Regions from separate parts of the Mus musculus genome. Here region 1 is linked to region 2. A link is a contact called in public promoter capture Hi-C data. All regions are on one chromosome and are shown on one strand. The core of a region is the stretch at or near the end of the contact, and the rest is flanking DNA. Distances in the headings are between cores, read along the strand shown.

Region 1 (5,594 bases), core at 2,784-5,283, 330 kb before region 2:
TGCCTAGACCCTTGGCTCGGACGACTTTTCTTCTGTGACTCACGAATGGCCCCCAATAGTCTATTCTGAATTAGCCAACAATCCCATGAAGACTCGAGCAAGATGGCAAATCTGCCATGCATCTCCTTACCTCAGGGGCCTTGGAGTTTACCACCCCCTGTTCCTTTTCCTCCTCTTTGTAACAAGCTCCTAGGTGCACTTCAGGAACTTGTGGAGAGCTTTCCTGATCAGGACCCAGGACCGACTGTGTTCCCTGGGCAATTGTGCAGTCAGGCCTACTAGCCTGTATCATGACTCTCATGCTAGTGAGTGTCCCCCTCCTGCTGGTCAGGCGCTTCCCCCTTAGGGCTCCAACTGAACGATTCTGTTCTGTGTACCCAGAGCCCGGCACTTACATTGCGAGGATGAACAAAACCAGAATTTTCTTTTCTTTTCTTTTCTTTTCTTTTCTTTTCTTTTCTTTTCTTTTCTTTCCTCTCCTCTCCTCTCCTCTCCTCTCCTCTCCTCTCCTCTCCTCTCCTCTCCTCTCCTCTCCTCTCCTCTCCTCTTCTTTTCTTTTTTTTTTCTCCCGAAAGACAGGGTTTCTCTGTGCAGCTCTAGCTGCCCTCGGACTCTCTGTAGACCAGGCTGGCCTCTGCTTCCCGAGTACTGGGATTAAAGGTGTGGGTCACTACCACCTGGCCAAAATCTGAATTTTGATCACCAGGCTTCAGAACCTCTCTCTCCTGTCTGTACCTGTTTTCCTGGGTAGGTGAGTGTACCCTGGTTTCCATGTACCGATCGACTGTGGGCACGCCTTTTAAACTCTGAGGGGGGCAGGGTGTCTCTGCTTCCTCTCTGAAAATACAGATTCTAAGTGGGCGTTGCTGAAGCTTATCGGTCCTGGATTTGGAATTTTTGGTGAGGTAGATGGATCATGGTGTCTCCAGGGTTGTGCTGTGTAGCTTCCTAGGGAGCCGGGGGTGGGTGCAGAGGGAATGTTTTAAATGCTGTGCCTTCCTGGGGTCGGAGGGGCCTTTCTGCTTAAGTCTGGAAGGTCAGATCCTGTAGTTTTGATCTCAGGGTTGGCACCCACTGTAGGGCACAGAGCTGGTGGGGAGCTCAACAACTAATGTGTCAAATCCCGTAGGTCCCCAGGAGACAAAAGGGCATCGTCGTTGGGCTTGTGCCTGCCTCCTCTACCTCTCTGGGGAGGCCAGGAGCAGGAACTCAGCTAAAGCGGAGAGTTTCCTCTCAGGCAGAGAGCAAGCTGCCCTCCGCCTCTGCAGGAGGGATATTGCCCAGCTTCAGGGCTCCCATAACTCTTTCAAGACAATCACTTTATTTATATGAGTTTGTTTAAAAAAAAAACCAAACCCACAGACGATCCACCCAGGGACCCCTCCGACCGCCGCCGCTTGATTCTCTCCTCTCCTGTGAGTCCATAACTCTTAGTCTTTTGATTCTCCCAGTCCTCAAACTATAAAAATCTTATTTCTATAAGGTCTTTTATGGTTACCCAGATAGTCAATAGTGTCATTTTCATTCATATCATTCTGCAGGGAAGTTAGAGGAAACGAAGCAGACAGAGGAGAGCTATAAATAAGGTTCAGCTACACAGGGCCCCAAGCAGATCCCACTGCGTTCCTTTAAAACTACTCATGCACAGAATACACGCACTACATACACAAGCACACACAGATATGCCCATGGTGTCTACTCATGCCTGGAGACAGGTGCACACAGGTTCAGCCATGCACATACACAGGGGCTTTGCCCCTTGGGCAAGACCTGAGTGCTTGTATGCATACTGCTTATGTGTGTGCAAGCATGCATGTGCTCACTCGAGTGCACACACACACACACACACACACACACACACACACACACACACTACACACCCAAGACTTGGTAAGTATTAGAATAAAAACAAACCCTTTCTGGAATTTGCCTGGCTTTGAAGAGCCGAGAGCAGACAGCAGCCCTTGCTGTGGTGAGATGGGGGGAGCAAGGCAGGCCAGCCTAGAAAACACATTCCAAAGCCGTGAAGCACAGGGCTGGGCACTCGGCCACGCATGAGCTCATGTGCCGGGAGCTTCAGAATTCCCACTGACACCAGTGTCGGAGTCTCTCGGCAAGCTCCGGGAATGGTGTGGCCGCTCCTCTGGGCCCCTTCTCACAGTGTTGGTGGTGTCTTAGGAAGACCAGACCCCTCTGTTCCTGGAGGACAGATAAAGGAGAGCATTGGCCCCTGATTGTGCCTAACTGCAGCTCCTCCATGGAAGCTGTCTACAGCCTTGGGCCTAATGGGTTAATAGAGAGAGGGGGTGGGGAGGGGATAAAGTACAGAAGGGGACACCTAGACTGAGTCAGACAAAGATATCGGGGATTGATCCAGGTCTGAGGATGACATTGAAGGTTTCCTCAGGGGAGCACAATAGGCCTTGGGAGGAGGGTGTTGGGGCAGGGGAAGGGCTGTATGGCTCAGCAAATTATTCTTATTGTCATCTTTTATTGGTGGGCTGTGTTTGAGACAGGATTTATCTTCGTAGCCCTGGCTGTCCTGGGACTCACTCTGTAGTAGACAAGACTGGCCTTGAACTCAAGAGATCTGCCTGCCTCTGCCTCTTGAGTGCTGGGATTAAAGGCATGTATCACTACCTGGTACTTACTATCCTCTTTTATTTTCATTATATTTTTGTAGTATTGGTGTTGGAATCTAGGCCCTTACAGATGTTAGGCACGTGCCTTATCACTGAGCTACACACCCCCAACCCCAAATCTGGCTCATTGGTTAGGTGCTTAAAAAAAGGACCGGCCAGCAAGCAAGTGGGCTGAGTTCATACTATGATATGGAAGCAGACAGACACCCTTCCATCTCTGAACATGTTTACCCTAGGATATCGTGGGAGGAAAGAGCTCCCAGAACATTTCTAGTTTGGGAAATTGCAGGTAGACTAGCTATACTCCAGGGGGGGTCTCCTTAGTTTCCCCATCTGCAAAATGGGGGCAGTGGGTTCTGGCTATTTGCAACATTGCAGGATACTGTTGGGAGGGGCTCCACCACTCAGAAGTACCCAGGAGCTTCTTCAGAAAGCAGTATGTTTAGAGCTTGTAAGAAATATAACCGATCAGGGTTCCTGAGACCCCAAGAAAGCTATACTTTTAGTTTTCTCCTCTCTCTCTACTATTTAGCCACCCCCCAACACTGAAGCGCTTAGATGGAGCCTGGGGCTCTGAGCTCAAGGGCCTTGAATTCCTCTATTCCCCCACCCCCACTTCTGCATTCCCCCCCTTCTACAAGGGAACTATTAATTGTAATTTAAGCCTCCCAAGTTAAAAGCAGCGTGTAGATTCAAAGATTCTTTCATGGCAATTACACATCGTTTCTGGCTGCACTTTAGTGCCGGGCTTTTATCTGTTGTTCTGGGGGAATCACTTACCGGCCAGAGCGCCAAGCTTCACACAGATTTCTCCCTGATTATGTTTAATGGCAAAAGGAGAGTTAACTCTCCGCCCTCCTGAGCAGTGACAGGAGTTCCCCCACTTGGCCAGACACAGCAGGGAAGAGCCGGGCACTTGGGAGTTGCAGGCACCTTCATGTTCAAGAGTCATTTGTACAAGGCTTTAAGGGGACCCGTGTGGTTCAGGGCAGGCAAGGAGCGTTTGTTGATGTTTTAAATGCCAACAGCAGCTAATTGCTTACTCTACACATTCCATAACAATGGGAGACCTCTAGGTACCAGGCTCTGGGCTGGCATCATCTCCGTATTTACATTGCAAGGTGCTGGATCTTTATGGACATATGGACAGAAAGACAGACAGACAGACAGGCACACACACACCCCACCTCCATATGCAGGGACATAGCATTTGAGCCCTCATCTCAGTCACAAATGTCCACTTGGACACTTTTCACACAGAACCTTCTCTGCTCACGTGTTTGCCGGCCCCTCGCATAGTTTGAGAGGTCACAGGAACTTGTTGTGAGTCTTGGGACAGCATGGGATGGAAATATAGAGCTGGGTCCCTGTGCCCACTTCCACTGTCCTCCTGACCCCCAACTGTCATTCCCATTTGGAACTCTAGCCTTTGTGCCTCAGCTGGGTAGCCATCCTGTGCTATGGGTGTGACTGTCAATTTCAACTACAACAGCGTTCACATCAGGTCTCCTCTGAACCTTCTCCAGTGGGTTTTTCCTTGTCTGAGGTCTTGGTGAGACCTTCCATCTCAGGACAAGAAAAGGTCATGGTTATTCTTGGGTCCTGTGTTCTCTTCACTTCCTGCACCCAGTCGTTGGCCAAACATGCTGGCTGCACTTTAAAAGCGTACCTCTGAGCCCCCTTTGTCACCGGTCACTGCCACCCTGGTACATCCTCCTCAGCTGGCTCTCTGCAGTGACTTCCAGGCAGATGGCTCTGCTTCTGCTCTTGGTCTCTATAGAAGTCTGGGGAGGGTTCATTTCAGACCAGGTCCTCCAGAGGACCTTATAGTGGCCAGCAAGTTCTTATGTGCACTGTTCTGTGTCATCCCATCTCACCTAGTTTCCACGTGGGTAACTCCCTTACAACCACCTTCAAGTCTTTGCTCAAATATCACTTCTTAATGAGGTTGTCTCAAGTATCTTCTTTGATTTCACAGCCTGCTGCCTTTTGGGGCCCTGCCCTCTGATCCTTCTTCCTCTGCTGATTTTTGCTTCTTTTCTTGCCGTCCTCTCCCTCCCCTAGAAGATACCCTTCCCAAAGCAGGTTGAACACACAGAGAAAGAGACTGTGGTAGAGAATTTCCCTTGGAGGGAGTGTACTGGGAAAGGCTCTCAGACCTGTGAAGGAAGCAGCCCAGGACAGAGGAAGGGCTGCCATCTGATGCAGTCACAGCAAAGGCTGGAGCTGATGTCCAGGGACCTGGGATCCAGGGGAGCTTTCAAAGTGGCCAGGCATTAAGACAGGGCATGGACATTTGTGATTCTCTACTGAGCAGACATGGGATGAAGGCTCTCCTAGGGAAGGGAGTAGCCGTAGGTGAAGCAGCTCCCTTTTCAGAGCAGTTTTGCAGAGAGACTGCTGAATGGCCATCCATCAACACTCCCATAACAAGGGAGAGGAGTCTCAGTTCCAAAGTGGGGAACTGGGGCAGACCAGAGAATCCATTATACACTTAAAATATACAAATGAGTATTGACATATTATATTCATTATTTCTTTTTCTTTCCCGCTCTATAGGGAGTTACACGAGGGAACGGCTGTTTGTGGCTACAGCTGCATGAGGTTTCTCAAGTGCTTGGGACAGTAGGTCCTCCATAAATGTTTCCTGAATGAATGAATGAATGAACGAATGAGCCAGTTCAATATTCTCTCTATGTCTCTCTGTGTCTCTGTCTCTCTCTGTCTCTGTGCCTCTGTGTCTCTCTCTGTCTCTCTCTCTCTGTTTTTTTTTTTAAAGACAGGGTTCTCTGTATAACAGCCTTGCCTATTCTGGCATTTGCTTTGTAGACCAAGCTGACCTCAAATTCAGATATCCTCCTGAGTGCTGGGTCTAAAGGCATGTGCCACTGTGTCAGCTGCTGGTTCAATCCTCAGTGTCCTTATTTGCCTCAATCACCACCCTAACTGGAA
Region 2 (5,663 bases), core at 82-2,581:
GGGCCCAAACTCCAGCCAAGAGATGGCTAGACAGATATCACGTCTAAGAGATTGGTAAACACACGATGACGTGCTTTCCACCAGGTCCCTACCGTGGAATTGCTGCTTAGATTTACAGCTTGAGAGAAAACACGCCTTCCCATGGACTCGCTTTCCCCACCGCGCACTGAGAACCAGGTGGCCCATTTGATTCCCCTGCTCACTGCCTTGTGAGAGGCTCAGAGAGAAGCCCAGGGCTTGCATCTCATTCTTCCTGACAAGCTTCCTACAGATGGCAAAGAGCTGAGTCTCCGCTGTTAACCCTCCAGTACCTGTGGTTATGCTCAGCATGGAGACTCAGCAAAGACAAGTGGACATCGGGAATGCCAGCCAGCCCACTGTCTCCATTTCCACTCCCTGATTTTCAAAATCTCCCTGATTTTGATACCTGAAAGAGTCTACCTTAGTATAGTGCATGCTCTTATTGTTGGCTGCCTCAAATCCTTTCTGTAGGCAGGCAGGGAATAAATGAATAAATAAACAAATAAATGCATCATGGATTCCCTCCTGCCTGGGGGGAACCTGTGCAGGGTTTTGTCAGCTCTGCTTGCAGAATACCCACCCTAACAGATAGTGAGTGAGGAGACATCCATTTGTGAGCACAGCCGGTTCTTAGTATCTTTTTTTTTTTTTTTAACCAGATAAGCTTGGGTGCTTCAAGTAAATTCTCCTTTGATTGGTATGTTCATCAGTTGGACTCTAATTGGTGCAAACAGGTAATTTGGAGATTACAAGATTTATTCTTCTATAACAGGGATTGCTGATTGCTAATGATAGGACTGATTTTTAGGTGCTTAAAACCTTGACAGTTACAATACTCCTGTGATTTGCTACATCGTCTTAGAGACAGCTCTCTACTGATCCCCGAGGACAGAGGCCATGTCCTCCCTGAGCTCTGCCCAGTGCTCCGTGGGTGTATGTGGATGTGTGTTTGTGAATATAGATGCTTATTAATATTAATAATAACAGCCACGAGAGGATCGGGCATTCACAGGAGTACTGAGTCAAGCAATCTGCTTGCGATTTCATGAGTTTTAAAAAAAAATGTACACCTCCTCTCTAAATTCAACAGCACATAGGATTATTAGCTCTGGATAAATTGGCCTTAAAGGCGCGTCATAAAAGGACGGAGTTGTAAATGCTCCTCCCTGACATTTGGAGAGATTCAACCTCGGAAGCACTCAGAGAAACTGCAGCTATGAAGTGGAAGTCAAGCTGCCTGGCTGCCACCTCAGGGGAAGGAGCTAAACAAAGCCGCCCTGGCCTGCCGCCAGCTCGGGAGCCAGGCACCGCCTTTGGGCGCCTTCCCTGGTTATCCCCTGTGAGCGGGCCAGGCACCGACATGTCAACACGCGGTTGTGTGAAGGGAATGGAAAGTGGCAATGCCCAGACAGGAACGCTGCCTCCACCCAGGGTGCCAGGCACGCAGGGGTGGGGATCCAGTCCTCCTGGGGTGACACTTGCTCCCCAAGCACGCTTGTCAGTACATGATAAGCTTGGACCACCTCACTCAGACATGGGCACCAATCACTACTGTCCCACACTGTCCCTGAACACAGTATCAACTCCTCCAACCTAGCACCTGTGTAAATGTCCTTCTTGTGAAGATATTAGGTTGAGTAAGGACAGACTCCAAATATCCCATTTCTAGCCCCTAAGCTCACATGCAAGCTGTGTGCTGCCAGGGGTTCTCAGGAGGTGTTCCTTCCCTTGGTCTTGCCTTTTCATGCAAGGCCATGACCTCTTTCAGCGTAAGCCTAAACTCTCTTAAAGGATTGGGTGTCCTGTCCACCTGAGTGGTGGCTCTCGCAGGACATGGATGCTCTCAAGAGTCTATAGGCTCAAAAAGGACCAAAGCCTTTGATGTCCCCCCTCCCAGATTCAGGACACTTTCTTGCATGCCATGTGAATTTAGTAAACTGACCTTAACTCAAGTCAGATAATTTCTTCCAGGCTACTGAGATCTCTTTGACCTTTAGCCCCAGGGATAAAGAAACTCAGGTTGGTATGGGTAGAACTGAGAGTAGGAACTTGCCATAAGGGGCAGTGATAGGCAGTCTGAGGGTAGTATTTGACTCGCAGGGGGCAGCAGCTAGGCACAGGTCCAGCCGTGGTCATGATGGGAGCCCAAGGATACTCTAGGGTGTTCTGCTGTAAGGTGAGGCTGGTCTACGTCTTAGGCATATTAAATGCCTTCTCGATTGGTTAGATTCTTTACAGTCTTCCATGGGCTTATTTGGAACACTATCCTGTCTTAAGTCAAGGACCTTCTAGGCATCTAGATCTTTTGTTTTCAGAAAAGATCAGCTCTCGAGCTTAAGCTCAGTGCTCCTGGCTGTGTGTGATGTGTACACAGCCTCTGCCCTTCTCACCCCTTACTCTGGGCCTCAGTGGGATTTCCTCCCTTTATGTAGCCCTTTAGAATACAAAACCCTTTCAAATATACAATCAGATCCTTCCAACTGTTTAATTGCATTCTTGTTCCTATTTTACCTAGCAGGAAACTTGGGTGACATGACTTAGCGAAAGCGTTACAACTAACAGTGGGAAGAGGAGCTGGGCCTCAAACCCAGGGCTTCTTGATGACAAGCCCAATTTCTGTGCTCTTTGTCAAAGCTGCCTCTCCTGGCTCTGCTCTGTGGAGATGATTCTAGCACCTCTCTTTGGTCTGTTGGGTCTAGACACAGGTGACTTTAGGAAGCTCTGACCTTGACTCTCATGAAACCCCACAGGCATGCCTGTCAGAGTGTTTCAACACTGTTTTTAAGAACTTCTAAAGGGCTGGCTTGTGTAGGGTTTTCTGGAGTGTCGGTTGGAAATAGGGGGGTAGGGGTGACAAACTCTGGTTTGGCTTGTATACCATACTGTGCCCCTCAGACTGAGCTCCAGTCTCTCTCTCTCTCTCTCTCTCTCTCTCTCTCTCTCTCTCTCTCTCTCTTTCTCTCTCTCTCTCTCTCTCTCTCTCTCTCTCTCTCTCTCACACACACACACACACACACACACACACAGAGAGAGAGAGAGAGGAAGTTTCTTCTTTTTGGAGGTTCTTCTTCTCTCCAAAGTGTAGTTAACAACAGAATTCATTTCCTCTGACAGAAGCAAGAAGCCATTCAGTCCACTTCTCCCACCTGACCCACGCTTTCTCCAGAAGCACCAAGTACAATGCTTTAGACTGCCCCGGCTGACTCCCTTGGGTTCTGCTTTCATAACATGTGGTGTGGAGAGAGACAGAGAGACAGAGACAGAAACAGAGAGACAGAGAGACAGACTGAGGAGAGAGAGAGAGAGCTCATTGGCCTGTGACTATCACCTGGAGACCATATGATTGCTTCTCAGAACTCTTCAAGCAGGCCAACCACACTACCATTCTCTGGAATTTTCTGTCTAGGATCAAAGAGGAGCTTGACAAGTGACCCACAAGGGGGAAGAGGCAGGTTACAAATCTCTCTTTCCCCCTTCCTTCCTCTTTCCCCTTCCTCTTTCCTCTTCCTCTTTCCCACTCTCCCTTCCTCCTTCATTCATTCACTGCCACCACCACTCCCTTCCCCAGGGTCTTGCTAAGTAGCTCAGACTATCCTTGAACTTTCAGCAAGCCCCCTGCCTCTGGTTACCCAGTGCTGGTCTAGCGAGCATGCATTAGCACAACAGGCTCAAGTGTCCCTTTCTTAACGGTCACTTTGGTTCTAACTGTTCCATGTTGACTTGGCCTCTTCATAATGCTACATCGGCCATTACAAAAGCCAAAGCAAGTCTCTCTTATGCTTTCTCCCTAAAGAGCTTTTAGCATGGCAAGTGTTGTCTAACACACGAGAAGAGATCAATAATTGCCTCAGATCAGCCTCCTCTGGGCAGTGGCTTTGATCATACACCTTTGTGGTATCCATGTTACAGCACTACCTCTCATCCCCACCCCCACTCATCCCTCATACCCTAGCACAAAGACTTTGATATGATCAGCAGCACCCCGTCATTTTGAGCAATGCCCATTCACACGCACACCCAGAGTCTTGCTTCAGGATGGCTTGAGTCATCATTTTGCAGTCTTTATCAGCCATCTGCAATCAGCTCCAGCCTAGCCGAGGAGGCTGTGGTCTGATGCTGAGAGCCCGAGACTGTCTTCAAGGTGAGGTTTGGCTCTGCTGACTTCAGGGAAGAGCCTGGGAGATCTTCCCAGGAAAGCAGCTGGCCCCTGGCCCAATGAGCTTGTCCCTATTGCTGTGTGGCCTTGGGTATTCAAGTGCTTAGCTGCCAGGGTCAGGCTCCAATCTCTACTACTCTGGTGGCATGGAAGACTGGGAAAGGCAGTGGGCCAGATGACTTCATGAGTCTCTTGCACCCTCCGGGGGCTGCTCTTGCCTATGACATCATAACAATGGAAGTGGGTGGGCCCTGACAATTATTCCAATTTGAAGAAAAGACTCTTAGAACCATTCCTACTTGCCTATTCTCTCCCTCCCCCTACCTTCTTCTCTAACCCCATAAGCCAAGACTAGGGCAGCTCTTCCCCCACTCCACCCCCACTCCTGACCCCACCCCCAAAATGTTTTCTCCTGAGGATACAGGAGAGGGTCCTTCAGTCCTTGGGGGCACCTTGAGGAGTGAAGCATGCCTTTCTTGCATCAGGGAGGAAGAGTGGCTGGGTGAGAACATGCCTTGGCAGAGAAAAAGCACTCTGATGGTTAGATGCAGTATCTCTTCTAGCATCAAACGGTACCGGCCGGCACAGGCCCAAGACTCTAGACTTCACTGAAAACGCCAGCCAACTCCCTTGAGGCCACAGCAAACACTCCCCACACTCAGTGAGCTCAGGGGACAGGGATGCCAATGAGACAACCCAGAAAGCCCATCCTGAGGGTGCCAGGCCCCAGAGAGACGAGTCCTGGCCCTGTCCCTCTTTACTGTTGAGCATCTCCCACTGTGATCTCAGTGGAAAGATGGCTACGGCTCCAGACCAACCAGGAACCTTTGCGCTCGGCCTTGTGGACACAGCACAGATCTCCAGGGCTGTGCTCTGCACTACAGACTGTTTACCAGGCCCAAGTAGGCACCAGGTACCTCCACAGCCAGCCACCTCTTCTACTTGTTTTGTGGCTCAACTCCTTCAGGAAGATCCTTCTGGTGCAAGTATATTCGGGTGTCAAGGGGGAAGTCACTGTATTGTTTTCCTAGGAATGTCCAGACAAAAGACTGCAAGCAACAGAAAGCTGGTGTCTCTTTTCTGGAAGCTCAGAGTCTAAAGTCAAGAAGTCATCAGCCAGGCCATGCTGCCCTAAGGACTCTCAGAAAGAGTTCTTCACTAGGCTCCTGACTTCCAGTGGGTCCTGCAATCTTTGGTGTCCCTTAACTCATGACTGTGTCTTTCCATTCTATTTCCAGGGCAGCTCTCTCCCTCTCCCTTCCCCTCCCCTCCCCACTGCCCCCTCTCCAGAAAGTCTAGTTTCTCCCAAGGATACAGGAGAGAGATCCTTCAGTCCTTTGGGGCACCTTGAGTAGTGAAGCCACCATAGGTGATCATTATGTAGTACACACCCAAGGGTTGTTGACATTGGATTTGGGGCACACCCTAATCGAGGATGGCCTCAATTTGACCTAAAATTATATCTGTAAAGACCTTGCTCCTGTGA

Evidence for each region. Promoter capture Hi-C pulls out the DNA fragments that hold promoters and counts their contacts.
Region 1: a contact with region 2 is called in a promoter capture Hi-C map of neural stem cells. The contact joins the promoter of 4933407E24Rik here to the enhancer-like site in region 2. A contact is called at or near these places in 1 of 39 promoter capture datasets (neural stem cells), 3 of 484 Hi-C or Micro-C datasets (cerebellar granule neurons, cerebral cortex and ganglionic eminence), 8 of 115 datasets of contacts at active chromatin or transcription factors (craniofacial prominence, embryonic basal ganglia, embryonic forebrain and 5 more) and 2 of 9 other capture datasets (embryonic stem cells and embryonic tail).

The regions. Positions count from the first base shown.
Region 1 is chr4:124,567,618-124,573,211 of GRCm38.p6, reverse strand. 4933407E24Rik (RIKEN cDNA 4933407E24 gene) reads right to left here and starts at 4,033. Exons shown (of 3, transcript NR_045819.1): 1 at 3,919-4,033; 2 at 1,915-2,199. All of the region lies in intron 1 of Gm2164 (predicted gene 2164), which reads left to right.
Region 2 is chr4:124,232,364-124,238,026 of GRCm38.p6, reverse strand. No RefSeq gene overlaps it. Among named protein-coding and RNA genes, the nearest start is that of Gm40242, 37 kb to the left of the region's middle. Within about 2 kb of position 1,331, at least 18 of the 459 cell types and tissues checked have an H3K27ac peak or open chromatin away from gene starts, as enhancers often do. A contact at or near this core is called in cerebral cortex and neural stem cells, where this site is marked.